Linked DNA regions of Danio rerio: regions 2, 3 and 4 are each linked to region 1. The links are chromatin contacts, called in public HiCAR-type and HiChIP or PLAC-seq maps. All regions are on one chromosome and are shown on one strand. The core of a region is the stretch at or near the end of the contact, and the rest is flanking DNA. Distances in the headings are between cores, read along the strand shown. Region 1 holds the start of fkbp2 (FKBP prolyl isomerase 2). Region 2 holds the start of gng3 (guanine nucleotide binding protein (G protein), gamma 3). Region 3 holds the start of banf1 (barrier to autointegration nuclear assembly factor 1). Region 4 holds the start of pcxa (pyruvate carboxylase a).

Region 1 (3,218 bases), core at 238-2,737:
AATAGATGACTTCAGTACATTTCACCACCCGTATAATGGTTCATACCATTGTGAGTGTGTGTGTGTTTGCAACAAAAATATTAATTAATTGGTTGAAAACCAGCAAATCTAGAACACCAACAGACAGCATAACTGGTCACAAAACATGTTGCTTTAAATAAGGCGCTTGTAGGCATCTGTAAAACTAGATGCATATGTTGTATTTTATTACACACTGCCTCGCACATGGAATTTAAACAGTAAAATAAAATATATGTGCAGTCTCCCACGGTCATCCACTTGCTGCAGGAAAGCCTGTCACCATTAATTTAAAATCACAAATGTCACAGAGAACCAATAAATATCCCTTAAAGCACTGAAAACATAATAACAAGTTTGATTAATAAATTAGATGTAATTCAATTAAATATATAAATTGGGTTCACTGAGGCCCCCCCGATCGTCAATGTATAATTCACACCCTGTTTGCAGACCATCAATGAATGCTAATATATCTGCACACCATCTTAAATCTAATCTGCTAATTCCTCTTCTTAGTGTAGGGTTCATCTCTTTAAATCCTAATTCAGACTAACATGTGAAAAATAATCTGAGCTTATGTGTGAATGCAGTAATGCCGCTGCTCACCCCAACAAACCCTGATCCCAGCCCTTGATGACTTGTCCTGTGCCAAGAGTGAAGGTGAACGGCTGATTCCTCGGTATACTGCTGTCAAACTCTGTCCCATCCTCCAGTTTACCCTGCAGATAAAAACAAAACAAAAAGGTAACACAAGACATTTCTGGCATGAATAATACTTTGGTGAGAGCAGTCAAACACATACAGTGTAGTGCATGTTCAACACGTCTCCCTTTCGAGACTTAATGGGGCAGTTGTCCACTCTTTTCTTGATTCCAATCTGTAGCTTCTTCTTTTCGGCTCCCTGCACAAGTGCCATGGGGATGGACACCAGAGTGACCGCTAATAGCAAATTCAGCCTCATGGCGCTGTTAAAACAAACAGAAATGGCAGAAATTAGTCGTGGAAAGCTACTAAATAACGTAGATTTCTACGCATGCGCAGGGTCTCTACACATAAGTACACGTTATCATTTAAATTAATATAGTAAATGGTTATATTATCAGCAACATGACAATTCATTAGCATAAGTGATTCTATAAGGTGCATTTTAAGTAGCAAAACGCGTCCATTATTATTCAGTTTTGTGGTGTGTTGGATTTATTTAAGAGGAAGTTAATTGGATGAAGGCTTTGGTTTTGTATTCAAGCATGCTGATTGGGATTTTTCGCTTAACATTACAGCAGTGTTTTGATGATTCGGTCGCATTTTAAAATTACATGGAATATTTATCTATTGCAGCGAATAACAGAGAGATTAAAATGCAGTTACCTGTTTTAAGAATAATATTCTTGTTCCTCCTGAATCTCAGAATGATTCGGTCATTAGGAAGTGACGTCACGTCAGCAGCAGGCCTGCCTTCCTACTAGGTTTCAAAATTTCAGTCAATGTTTAAGTTGATTATAAAATTAAATAAAAAAAACTACATGTATTTTGAAACATGTAAATCTCGAATAAGTATATAATAATGAACAAATCTACACTCATAGGAAAAGCTGTCATATTATATTATTATAGCTTTGAGTAAATACTGGCGTGGTAGATTGTGACTTTTATTTTGTTTGGTGCTACAGCACCACTGATCTAAAACAGAGACACACGAGGGCGCCATATACTCACGAATGTCTGACTTATTTTTGTCGTTCAACAGCTAAACTGAGGCCAAACATTAAGGCAAGTGATTTTTTGTGTCCAGTCTTCATCAACAATCAGAGCCAGACTATTCTTATACAATGTTAGATAAAACTGATAGAATTATCTTGTTTTACAAAGGAAAAACTCTTTGAGAAACGCTTTCTTTTACATCATTCATAATTTATAACTCAGTCGTCAATGTAACTTATTGTATTACATTACTGTATAGCCTTATGTTTTCACTTCCACAGTGAAAAATACAGAGGTATTGTCACAATACTGGGTATGTAGATATCATTTTCCTAACTATTATTATATTGTGACATATATTATAGTATTATGCGATAACAGCCAATACGACAAATTAGCCAGTATAATTGGATATTGCATAATTTGTGTAAATTTGTACATATAAATACATTTTCCTTCCCTTGTTGTTATCTCATTATTATATCACCAAAATTGTCATAAATACCTGATGCATTAAATATGACAAAACATAAAAACTATTTTTTAAAAGTTTGTATAAAGGTTCACTAATTCACACAACCACAAATTGCATGCTAAATACAAAAACAAACCAAAAAACTAAACCAAGTCACGTTTTATAATACCATGTGAAAAATAGTTTTGAAAACGGATCAGATGTATTTATGTTTAAGCATAGCACTTTTTTGTCTTATACTGTAAACTACTGATGATGTTCTTTTAAAATGTAAAATTAAGTATATATAAGTACTTATAAGTATATATAACTTGATATATAAGTGCCATGTTTTCAGCTTATGAGCAATTTATGCAAATGTCAAAGTTCCCATGAGAAAAAAATGTTTAATACCCTTTCCACTGTTTGCTTAGGCTTGTATTTTACAGTACACTCAAAAATGTCTCAGTCAATATTCTCAAACAATTATATTTGATTTACCAAAGTCACACAATTGCCAAATTCACATCTGTCACATCCATAACAGAGAGATGTCACATCCATAAAGAGGCTTTTTCAAAAAATGTAAAAATGTAAAATAGAAAAAAATCAATCATTTTTGTTCTATAGTGAGCCAACTCTTATCCTTTTGATTAGCATTATTTCTTTTGGATTGTGCAGTTCAATTTCTACAAAGTATGTTGTAAACTGAAAACTCGCATACTTTGTCACATTCATAACGCATGTTTATTTTCCTTGTTTAAAACTTTGTAACTTTAATAGCTAGAAGAAAAATTCTTATAGAGTGGAAATCACCAATGCCACCTAAACTGTCACTTTGGCTTAATGATGTAATGCTATTTTAGAAAACATGAAATTTTTTTTAGATTTTCTCAGAGGATCAACCACAACATTTTATAAAACATTGGAGCTTTTAATTAATATTGAGACTAATGTACTCCTCATACCATATACCCCCCAAACCCTTTCATATTCATTTTCATTATGTTTATTTGGCTCTGTCAAGTTAGTTTGTGGTTAA
Region 2 (3,218 bases), core at 275-2,774, 290 kb after region 1:
ACCTTCCAGAAACCCAAAAAGCACTGCTTATTATTAATTTTTTTATCTTTGCTCTACCTTGTTTATGCTTGAGTTTTTAAGTTTGATTCACTCTGCTACAAAATTATCCTGATCAATCTAAATTAAAGATTTAATTCCAAAAAGAGCTACTCAAACCATCATCGCAATATATATAGCAGAAAAATAAAATATTGCAATGTCAGATTTTTCCAATATCGTGCAGTCCCACACAGTACACACAAAATTATTATATGAATGCAAACTTTTATTTTGTATGCGATAATCACGATTAATCATTGAAGAGCATTAATGTACATCCCCTTCTGTAAAAATGGCCTCGTTAACATGGTCAAACTGTACCCAACTACTAAAGAAATTAAAAATTGGCACTTTAGATTAAACAAACTGTGCATGTGCGTTTTTTATCTCTTAATCTTTTGCCCAGACTGCCTTTCATATGGAAGTAGCTGATTATTGTAATAGCTGTGATGTGCTATTCCAAAACAAGAATGATTTTAAAAACTAGATCTTTATGGTTATGACTATACCCTACCAATCATCATCTATATTGTGAACAAACCTCAATAAATAATTAAGTTTACGTTAACTAATGCAGACAAAGCATCTGTAAAGTGCTCCTGATTCTGTTTATAATGCACACAGTCTCTAATGGAAGCATCATCCTGTGGTTCAGGACTCTCAACCCCTCTGCTTTACTTCCTGTCTTTCCTCCTTCTTGGTATCATTTACTACAGATTTGCTAAAAGCTGCTGCCCTAGAAAACCAAAACCTCAACTTAGATCGCAATGATCTGATAGTAACGCATTTCACCTTGCTGAAACCCTTCATTTCCAGATGAAGATCGTCAGAAACCATCGCATATATAGATTTGGAATCATTCGTAATCATACGAATATCAATATACAACAAATATTAGCAGCATTAATGAATCTGGATAAGATTTCAGCAAAGTATTGGAGCATGCCGGCCCCATTTTCATTATAGAAAATATGTTTGCTAGGATCTAATCAGCACTACACAGAATATACCACAATATCTGAATGAAAAAATAATTAATTTTTAAATATTATCTCTATTAATGTCAACATTTAGGCATATATAGACATGAAAATCACGTGTTGCAGCCAGCAAAAAAGAGAGAGAAAAAAAACTAGGCCAGATACACAAATGACAATCACAGCTTCACAGATCTCCATAATCATCAATAGGACTACATCCTTAAATAAGAACATGAATATTAATACAGCTGCAATCAAATAAACTGATCATCTTAATATTAAAGCAATACATTTCAAATAAATGAACATCAAGATGAATTAAGGGAAAATGGAGAGCAAGAAGCATTTTTAAAAAGCCCAGAGAGCTGTATTCGTCTGTTTTATGATTCCGGCCCTTTTAAAATCCTTTTTATCCCATTTCTTACCCTTGCTGTATTCCACTTGTGGTGATATCTCTCCCTCCTCTTCTTTCTTATCCCTTCTCTCTCTCTCTCTCTATCTGTCTGTGTTGTTGCTTTCAGTGTAGCCGGACCGCACCCTCATACACAGTGTGGATGCTACCCAGTTCTGTACAGTCCAGTGCACTGCAATTCTGCTACAATGAACACCAGTCTCTCGGTGCACACAAATCCCCCCTGTGCAGACAGTGGAATGTGCCGAGAGGGGGGAGGGGCCGCTAATGGAATTGATTTATTCTGCGCGGTGGATCATACCATGTTTATGACGGGAGAGGGGGGACGAATGGGGAGGGAAATGTATTGAAGAAAGCCAGCGTTTTAAGAGCTAAAATCTCACAAGATGTGTTCAGATTGTCAAGAATTAAAAGAATAAATTTGATAGGAGTGAACATGTATTTTGTTTGTTGGTGGTGATGCTGCTGAAGCTCCTGAATAAGTGAGCCTTCCCTCTCTGGTCTGTTACCATGGGAACTGCTGCAGTCTCAGCCTCTTTGTCTTGCACTGATGCTCCATTTTGACTCAGTGGTCTCTCCCACTTTGGTGAAGATCTTATACCCCACTATGGCAGACCGAATGAACATTCAGTCTATGAAACACACTAATATATGTCTTCATGATAAACCAATGCTTATTTATTTATTTATTTATTAAAATATCTTTTCTAAACAAAAAACAAAAAATCTTAGCCTCTAGTGCTTATTCTTTAGGTATTGCTGCTTTTTTGTTAAATACTTTTCCTTATTAAGTGCTACTTATTCATTAGATACTGGTAGTTAATAGACACTAGTACAGTTCTTATTAATTAGATACTTGCTGTAATTTTAATAGTGGCTTTCCTGCTGAACATTCCAGCTTAAACCAGCCTAGGATGGTTGGCTGGTTTTAGCTGGTCGACCAGTTTGGTTTTAGAGGGGTTTTGGCCACTTCCAGGCTGGTTTCCAGCCATTTCCAGCTTGGTTTTAACTGAACAGGCTGGGAGATGACCACCTAAAACCAGCTTGACCAGCCTAGCCAGGCTTGGAGCCCAGCCCAAACCAGCTAAGTCCAGCTTAAGCCAGGATGGTCAAGCTGGTTTTAGATGGTTTTAGCTGGTTACTTTCCAGTCTGACAAGCTAAGACCAGGCTGGAAATGGCTGGAAACCAGCCTAAAAGTGGCCAAAACCCCTCTGAAACCAGGCTGGTCGACCAGCTAAAACCAGCCAACCATCCTAGGCTGGTTTAAGCTGGGTTTTTCAGCAGGGATACTAGTCGCTATAAACTTTTAACTAATTGTTTTGGTATAGCCCATCTATTTTATGGACACTCATACTTGAATTGATTTCTTATTTATTGGGTACTAGCACTTATTTATTAGAATCTTTTGTAATTATTACTATTAACAGGTCTTATGACTAATCTGAACAAAGAGTTCAGTTAAAAGAGTTCAGTTACTTGTAAAACAAACAAACAAAAATCTTGGTAACATTTTAAATAATAAGCTAGTCTCTAATAAATGTGTACTATCTTGAATTAGTATTTGTGTCTATTTAAAGTCCCTATGAAATCAAAATGAAAGTTTTCATATTAGAAATTAAATTTAATATCTTTAGGTTTTCAGCACAATTCATCAATCATTTTTGACGTAACCTCGCACTTCAGTTTCTCACCAAATCTTCTGATTATTCATGTCAAAGGAAATTTAAACTGCCTGAAAGCTTGCAAATATAAGACAATAATAATAGATAGTAGCCAAACTGTGCTG
Region 3 (3,218 bases), core at 390-2,889, 270 kb after region 1:
TGGGAAGGGTTGGGGAATGTCTTTAACAGAGATTTTCCATTAATGTAACTTTTTGTTTGTTTGTTTTATTCGTGACCTACAAAAAGCAACCTGAAATTAAATGTTTCAAATAAATGTTAATTAATCAGATTTATTTTAAAAATGTACATACTGTCACTTAACGAATAGGGGACACATCAGAAGAAATCAGCACGCAGATCAAGGCAAAGGCAGGTTCAGCATGACTTGTCTATTTGGCATTGAAAATTTAATTTTTTATGGTTTTATTTTAATAAGTTTGTTGAATTATTATACATTTTCAAAAAAATAAGTATTAGTGAATATGGTTGAAGTAATTTTTTTATTTATTTTTTTGTCATATTAAATGAAATAAATGAGGAACTACTCATGATAACTTTAATGTAATACAGTTTGCTCTTTTTACTTTCGGCCCACAGCTCTCAATCAAGCATGAATTTTGGCCCTTTATTTGAAAACGTTTGGAGAGCTCTGCTTTAAACCAACTAAACAGAATTATTAAATAAAAATAGAGATACAGGATTAAAAAAATATTTACGTTATTAATTTAAAAGGTTGCTTGAAGTTTTGTGGTTAGCAAAAATATTTAAAAATGTAAAATAATGAATTTAGCAACTTAAAAAATTGATTGTCTTGAACTGTAAGATTTGTGAAATAAACATCTGTAATGGGGGACGACACGGTGGCTCAGTGGTTAGTACTGTTGGCTCACAGCAAAAAGGTTGCTAGTTCGAGTCCCGGCTGGGCATTCAGTGTCATACCATCAGTTCTTGGACTGAAGCTCTGAAAGGGAGAGTTAGTCATTGCTTCATGATTCTAAATAAATGTTCTTCATGATCATTATTAGATTTTCACTCCACATAGAGTTTGCATGTTCTCCCCATGTTCGCATGGGTTTCCTGCAGGTGCTCCGGTTTTCCCACAGTCCAAAAACACGCGGTGTAGGTTCATTCATTCATTTTCTTTTCGGCTTAGTCCCTTTATTCATCTGGGGTCACCAAAGCAGAATGAACCAAGAGCGACACGATGCGACAGGATGTCCACCAAGAATGCCCATGTAGGGCCCACCTGGTATTGTCCACCTGGGTTTGCCCATCTGGGGTCGACCTGGGTTTGCCTTGGATTATAGCCCTATTATAAATGCATAATCTTTTAAATAATGAGTCAAGAAAAGAGTCAAGAAAAATAATGTGTATGTGGCATTATGTACCACTGTATTTGAGCATCTAGCCTAGCCTATATATTGAGAGTCTATATGCATATACAATATATAAGTATTAAATAAATGTTTTGAGAAATTTTTCAATACATGCAATAAAGTTCTTAAGTTACATCAAACTGTTTTGACATTTGTTTGGATGTTCTGACACTCAGAGTTTAGAAAGTGTTAAGACTGTTTCGAAAAAAATGTGCCAAAGCAATTGAGAAAATCTGTAATTATTATTCTCTTATTCTGTATATTAACTCTGTTATGACACATAATAAAACTCACCAAGCAGCTGAATCCAGCAGGGGCCAGCAGCTCTGTGAAGAGCGCCATGATTGTGGCGGAAGTGGTGGTGTTCTGTCTAAAGGCGGGATCAGGAAGCGCCGCTCTGTGTGAGTTATTTTGGGCGCACTCAGACTGTGAACGGCACGGTGTCTGTGTGGATGAGGATTGAAATTTCTCCATGATACTGTCTAGGTATGGTAGGTGTGATGGTACATCATTGTGTGTGTATAGGAGTAGTGTTTATATTGTTGTCATTTATGTTGTTTGTCATTGTTGAATGAGGAACGTGTCGTTGTGTAGCGCTGAACGCGAAGAAATGAGGCGGGACCTCAGAAACTCGTGGAAATGAGGAAAACTTCACTTTCGCGCGCAAATTGATTATTTTTAAAAGAAGTTTATTAATCAGACGTCTTTGCCGATTTTGTGGTTTGTGAACATCACAAATTTCACTTTCATTTCCACATTAGTCCAGAAACTTACCTTCACTTTCAATATTGAGTGTCCGGCAGCGTTTCTAAACACGGTCCTTCTTGCACACGGCTGTAAACATGGGGTTAAACATAGGCCAAACTCACTCATTTACAACTAAAGTATTTTAAGCTTCACAATATTTGAAGGAAATGACAAAAAAAACGTTAATAATTAATATGTCCAGTTGATTAAATCATTCTGAAAGAAGACGTGTCCATTCACTGACAGAAAGTCTCCAAAACCAACGTTGCAATCATATTACCTATTTTACAACAACATCTCCAAATGGGTTTCAAGAAAAATGAAAACATTTTCACTTTCACATTCATTTTACAAATTATGCATAAACACCTCATTACCGAAACAGCCTTTCTAATAAAGTTTGCAATCTGTATAATGTACAGTTCAGGTAATGTTCACATTGAACGTTTTTACAAAAAGTAACAAAGTTTGGACTTAATAGATTTCTTTTTATTTATATGTATAATTTTAGGTTGTATTAATTCATATCCAACTTATATTTATTTTCTCTCTTTTTTAAGTCATTGAAGAAAGTCATCTTGAGTCCCTCAGCCCTCTCTAATCTGAATCAACAATGTCGTCGACATCACAGAAACACAAGGACTTTGTGGCAGAGCCCATGGGCGAGAAGTCAGTGATGGCACTCGCAGGAATCGGTGAAGTTCTTGGAAAGAGATTGGAAGAGAAGGGCTTTGACAAGGTAAAATCTATCAGAATGTTTCATGCGTACACTTTCTGACAGCTCAAACATGCTTCAAGTTAAGAAAACACAATATGGCTGTTTCTCAATATGCCTTCTTCAGCAATCTTGCGTAACGTCATCTTTAACTGACAAAGTTCAGTGCTACAACTTAAGATCGCAATAACGGAGGACGCGTGAAAGTTCCCAGATGCGTTCTTGATTTTGAGGATGGATTGATGCGTACTTGAGCACAAAACTCACTCGAAGTCCCAGAAGTCATTGTGGCTGAATAAAAGAGGTGGGAAGCACAGCATTTTATACAGATTTATTATTATTGTTCAGAGATGTAGTTTATTTATCTTCGGAGTTTTCCTGAATGAAACTGAAACTAAACATCACCATGAAAAGGGATTAACACATTAAGGGTGTTTACTTGCTAAAATTTGTATAAAATTGTTTTTATTTGTATTGCTCAAAGTATATTTGTAAAGTTTTTGTACATGTTAAATATATTGAAAATGGGGAAAAATAACA
Region 4 (3,218 bases), core at 497-2,996, 260 kb after region 1:
CTGACTAATATAAAAATGTTTATATGATTTGTTTCAAATACATTTAGTAAAGTAATATTTTCTGTCTTTTAGTAGCTATATGAGGGACCTGCTTTGTTTAAAAATCAAAGGCTTTGTTTACTGTAATCGAGTAGTTTTTTTTTTCAGGAATTGTAGTTTATTCAAAATGTGTACTTTTATTTTCCTTCAAGTACATTAAGCTGTATCTGTCCTTTTACTCCACTACTTCAACCTGCAGTCACTATATTTATTTCTTGTCTATGGTGATTGACAGAGTGGATACTTTAGCACATAGAAAATAAATCACATCAATATTGAACAACCTCAAGACATAGGCAATATATAAATGCAGCAAACTGTTTGAAAGCATTAAAAGTTTAAGGAGATGAGCCTTTAACAGCGTAATACTCACTACTAAGGAGTACTTTTTACTCAGACTTTGAGTAATATTTATAATAGATATTTTACATTATGGAACTATAATTTTTGGGCAAGTAATGGTACTTTTACACGAGTATGATTTTTCAGTACTCTTTCCACCACTGGCTATAGGTTATATTTGTGCAAGTGTTTGATTAGAGATGGGGGTCAACTCTAAACTCAAAATATACACGTTTCTATAATATTTATTAAAATGCTAAAATAAAAGTTTAACCGATAAGAACCAAAAAGAAAACAAAATTCTATTTAGTGACATACCAACTTTCCTGACACATGTCAACCCATATAAAAAAAGCACTATTCGAATTAAAAAGTTTTGTATACTATACAAGCAAAAACACTGGGTTCATTATTGAACTGTGACTAGACAACTTCCTGATTAAGCAGAACACATAATGTCTTAAAGTAAAAGTGAACGGTTCTATTTAAAGAAAGATTTTGGAGATCACAGACACTTCAGACTCTACTGTCATGCTCGGACTGAACAGATGAATGCTGAATTGCGGAGGACAGCTGCCAACCCGAAAGAGAACCTCAACTTGCTGCGCAATGAAGAGCTCTTTCCTGTGGTTAGTGTCAACTATTCTGCACTCTTCAAACGTGCGTGAAGCCACGAAGAGTTTGTTTAGTTATGTAGCAGTAAATAGTTTATAGGGCAATCATGTGAGGCAAGCCGATCAGCTTGTCCAGTTTGCTTCATTCATTTGGCACATGGCTTGGCAAACAGAGGAAAGCACGAGAGTCCAGCGCACTTTGGTCGCATGCTGCACGTCTTCAAAAACAAACTAATCTAACCCGTTTCATAAATGTTTACTGCAGAAGCCACGACTGTTTGTTCATTGGGGAAAAAGCAACGTAGTTGTGAGCGAGTTACATCCTGCAGCTTGTGTTCATAAGCATCATATCCACACCGTGCATGAGATATAACGTGGTTTAAGACAAAAAAAACGACTGTCATTTAATATTATGAACACATATCATGTGCGAATGCAGCCTTACCTTCTTTTTCTTGTCTCACAGCAGCTCAAGTTCCTCCAGAAGGAGCGTGAAGACGTACAAACCCCTGTGCGTAAAGTCGGTGAATATCGAGTGTACGCAACTAGCGTGGATGCTTAGTGAAGTAACTATGCGCCTGGCCCGAATTCGCTCATTTACATCTCCTGTCAGTATGTCTGTCGCAGCCGAATGGTGCAGATTTCCTAAATTATTACCAATGTCGCGTTCAGGTCGTCTGAGTTGGCTTGTTCTGCCTAAATCACTTCATCACACTATTTAGTATTTGGCCCGTTGCAAATGTTTTCTAGAATCAATAATCCACCCATCTGTATGCTGCCAAACTATTGGTGTGTTTTGCGAATCTGCCTTTCCCGCCCACCACTCACTTGTCATTTATATGATTGGTTGGGGATGAAATAGGCAGTGCCTTATTCGCTCTGCGTCACGTCAGTCATCAAGAGCTTTGTATAGGTACTGCTATTGGACGTTTGAGGAAACTTGGGAGTTGTAGTTTCTAGACGAGGAAAACACTACAAATGCATGATATAAATAACAGCACACGTTTTTAAGTTTACACCTCTCAAATTTAATTTTCTTTTAAATTTGTTTTTGGTTTGCAACGTGTAACATTAACCTTTTAATGTGGTTCATGTGGCAAAAATACATTTTATCTACATTTTACTTAAAATAACACATTTTATTTCGTTTTATCTAATGGTCACACTTTACAATAAGGTTCATTAGTTAATGTTAATTAATGCATTTACTAAGGTGAACAAACAATGAACAATACATCTACTACTGTATTTATTCATGTTAGTTAACGTTAGTTAATGAAAATACAGTAGTTCATTGTTAGTTCATGTTAACTCATGGTGCGTTAACTAATGTTAACAAGCACGGACTTGGATGTTAATAATGCATTAGTAAATGTTTAATTATGATTAATAAATGCTGTACATGTGTTGTTCATGATTAGTTCATGTTAGTAAATGCATTAACTAAGGAACCTTATTGTAAAGTGTTACCTATCTAATCATATAGAGCAAAATTTATATTATGACGTTAAGTACTTTTTGAGCTTAATTGAATGCTTTTAAGCAATTATTTTTGGTCTCTTTTCAAAGTTAAGTTAAAATTAAATAATTGTAAGTTCATAGAAATGTAATACTTTTATATTTAATTCTTTTTCCCACAATATGTACTCAAAACTGTTCTCTAAAATTTTAAAAATCCTAATTAAATGTCTTGTATGAGTTTCCCAAAAAAATGAGCACAGTACCAAATGTTTGTACAAGAATAAACTGATTTCTGATTAGTTTCCAACATGGTCGTACTGAATTGCAATGAAGTGTGTGAAGTTCATTTAAAAGAATTGCAAATAATCCAAGTGGTGAATCCTTTCTTTTCATGCCATTCAGAAATTCAAAAAACTGAATGTAGATTTGTGTAAACAAATGACAATAAACACAATAGATTTGCATTAAAAGCACTTTTCTGTCTCTCTTACACTATTGTTTAATAAGCCCATGCAGGTTTACAGTTATATAGGCAACAGTGTTATGAACAAAAAGAGGTAATTTAGAAACAGAGGTCCAAGACGTTTATTTAGCAAGAAAACCAGAGTTCTGCAATGGAATGCATAACATTTCATTTTTTAACTATATTACCGTATGGGCAGAGGAAGAGAGAGGAAAAAAAAGAACCAGACAGTAAACTTCTCAGAAAAAAAGAACATATAAAGGTAATAAAAAACAACAACAGCAGAATAAATTAAAACT

What was found. HiCAR-type assays count read pairs that join an accessible place to other places. HiChIP or PLAC-seq counts read pairs in DNA pulled down with a chosen protein or histone mark.
Region 2: a contact with region 1 is called in a HiCAR-type map of caudal fin, with 5 times the contacts expected there. The contact joins the promoter of gng3 here to the promoter of fkbp2 in region 1.
Region 3: a contact with region 1 is called in a HiCAR-type map of caudal fin, with 3 times the contacts expected there. The contact joins the promoter of banf1 here to the promoter of fkbp2 in region 1. A contact is called at or near these places in 3 of 18 Hi-C or Micro-C datasets (caudal fin, embryo and hematopoietic stem cells) and 1 of 4 datasets of contacts at active chromatin or transcription factors (caudal fin).
Region 4: a contact with region 1 is called in an H3K4me3 HiChIP or PLAC-seq map of gastrula embryo, with 4 times the contacts expected there. The contact joins the promoter of pcxa here to the promoter of fkbp2 in region 1. A contact is called at or near these places in 3 of 4 datasets of contacts at active chromatin or transcription factors (caudal fin, embryo and gastrula embryo).

What each region holds. Positions count from the first base shown.
Region 1 is chr21:30,060,455-30,063,672 of GRCz12tu, reverse strand. It overlaps fkbp2 (FKBP prolyl isomerase 2), which reads right to left and starts at 1,487. Exons shown (of 6, transcript NM_001004677.2): 1 at 1,390-1,487; 2 at 824-986; 3 at 628-740. The coding sequence starts at 982.
Region 2 is chr21:29,770,014-29,773,231 of GRCz12tu, reverse strand. gng3 (guanine nucleotide binding protein (G protein), gamma 3) reads right to left here and starts at 1,524. Exons shown (of 3, transcript NM_131841.2): 1 at 1,445-1,524.
Region 3 is chr21:29,787,715-29,790,932 of GRCz12tu, reverse strand. banf1 (barrier to autointegration nuclear assembly factor 1) reads left to right here and starts at 1,639. Exons shown (of 3, transcript NM_205562.1): 1 at 1,639-1,702; 2 at 2,524-2,702. The coding sequence starts at 2,577.
Region 4 is chr21:29,804,472-29,807,689 of GRCz12tu, reverse strand. It overlaps pcxa (pyruvate carboxylase a), which reads right to left and starts at 1,746. Exons shown (of 21, transcript NM_001328356.1): 1 at 1,441-1,746. calm3b (calmodulin 3b (phosphorylase kinase, delta)) reads right to left here. Exons shown (of 6, transcript NM_199570.1): 6 at 3,018-3,218.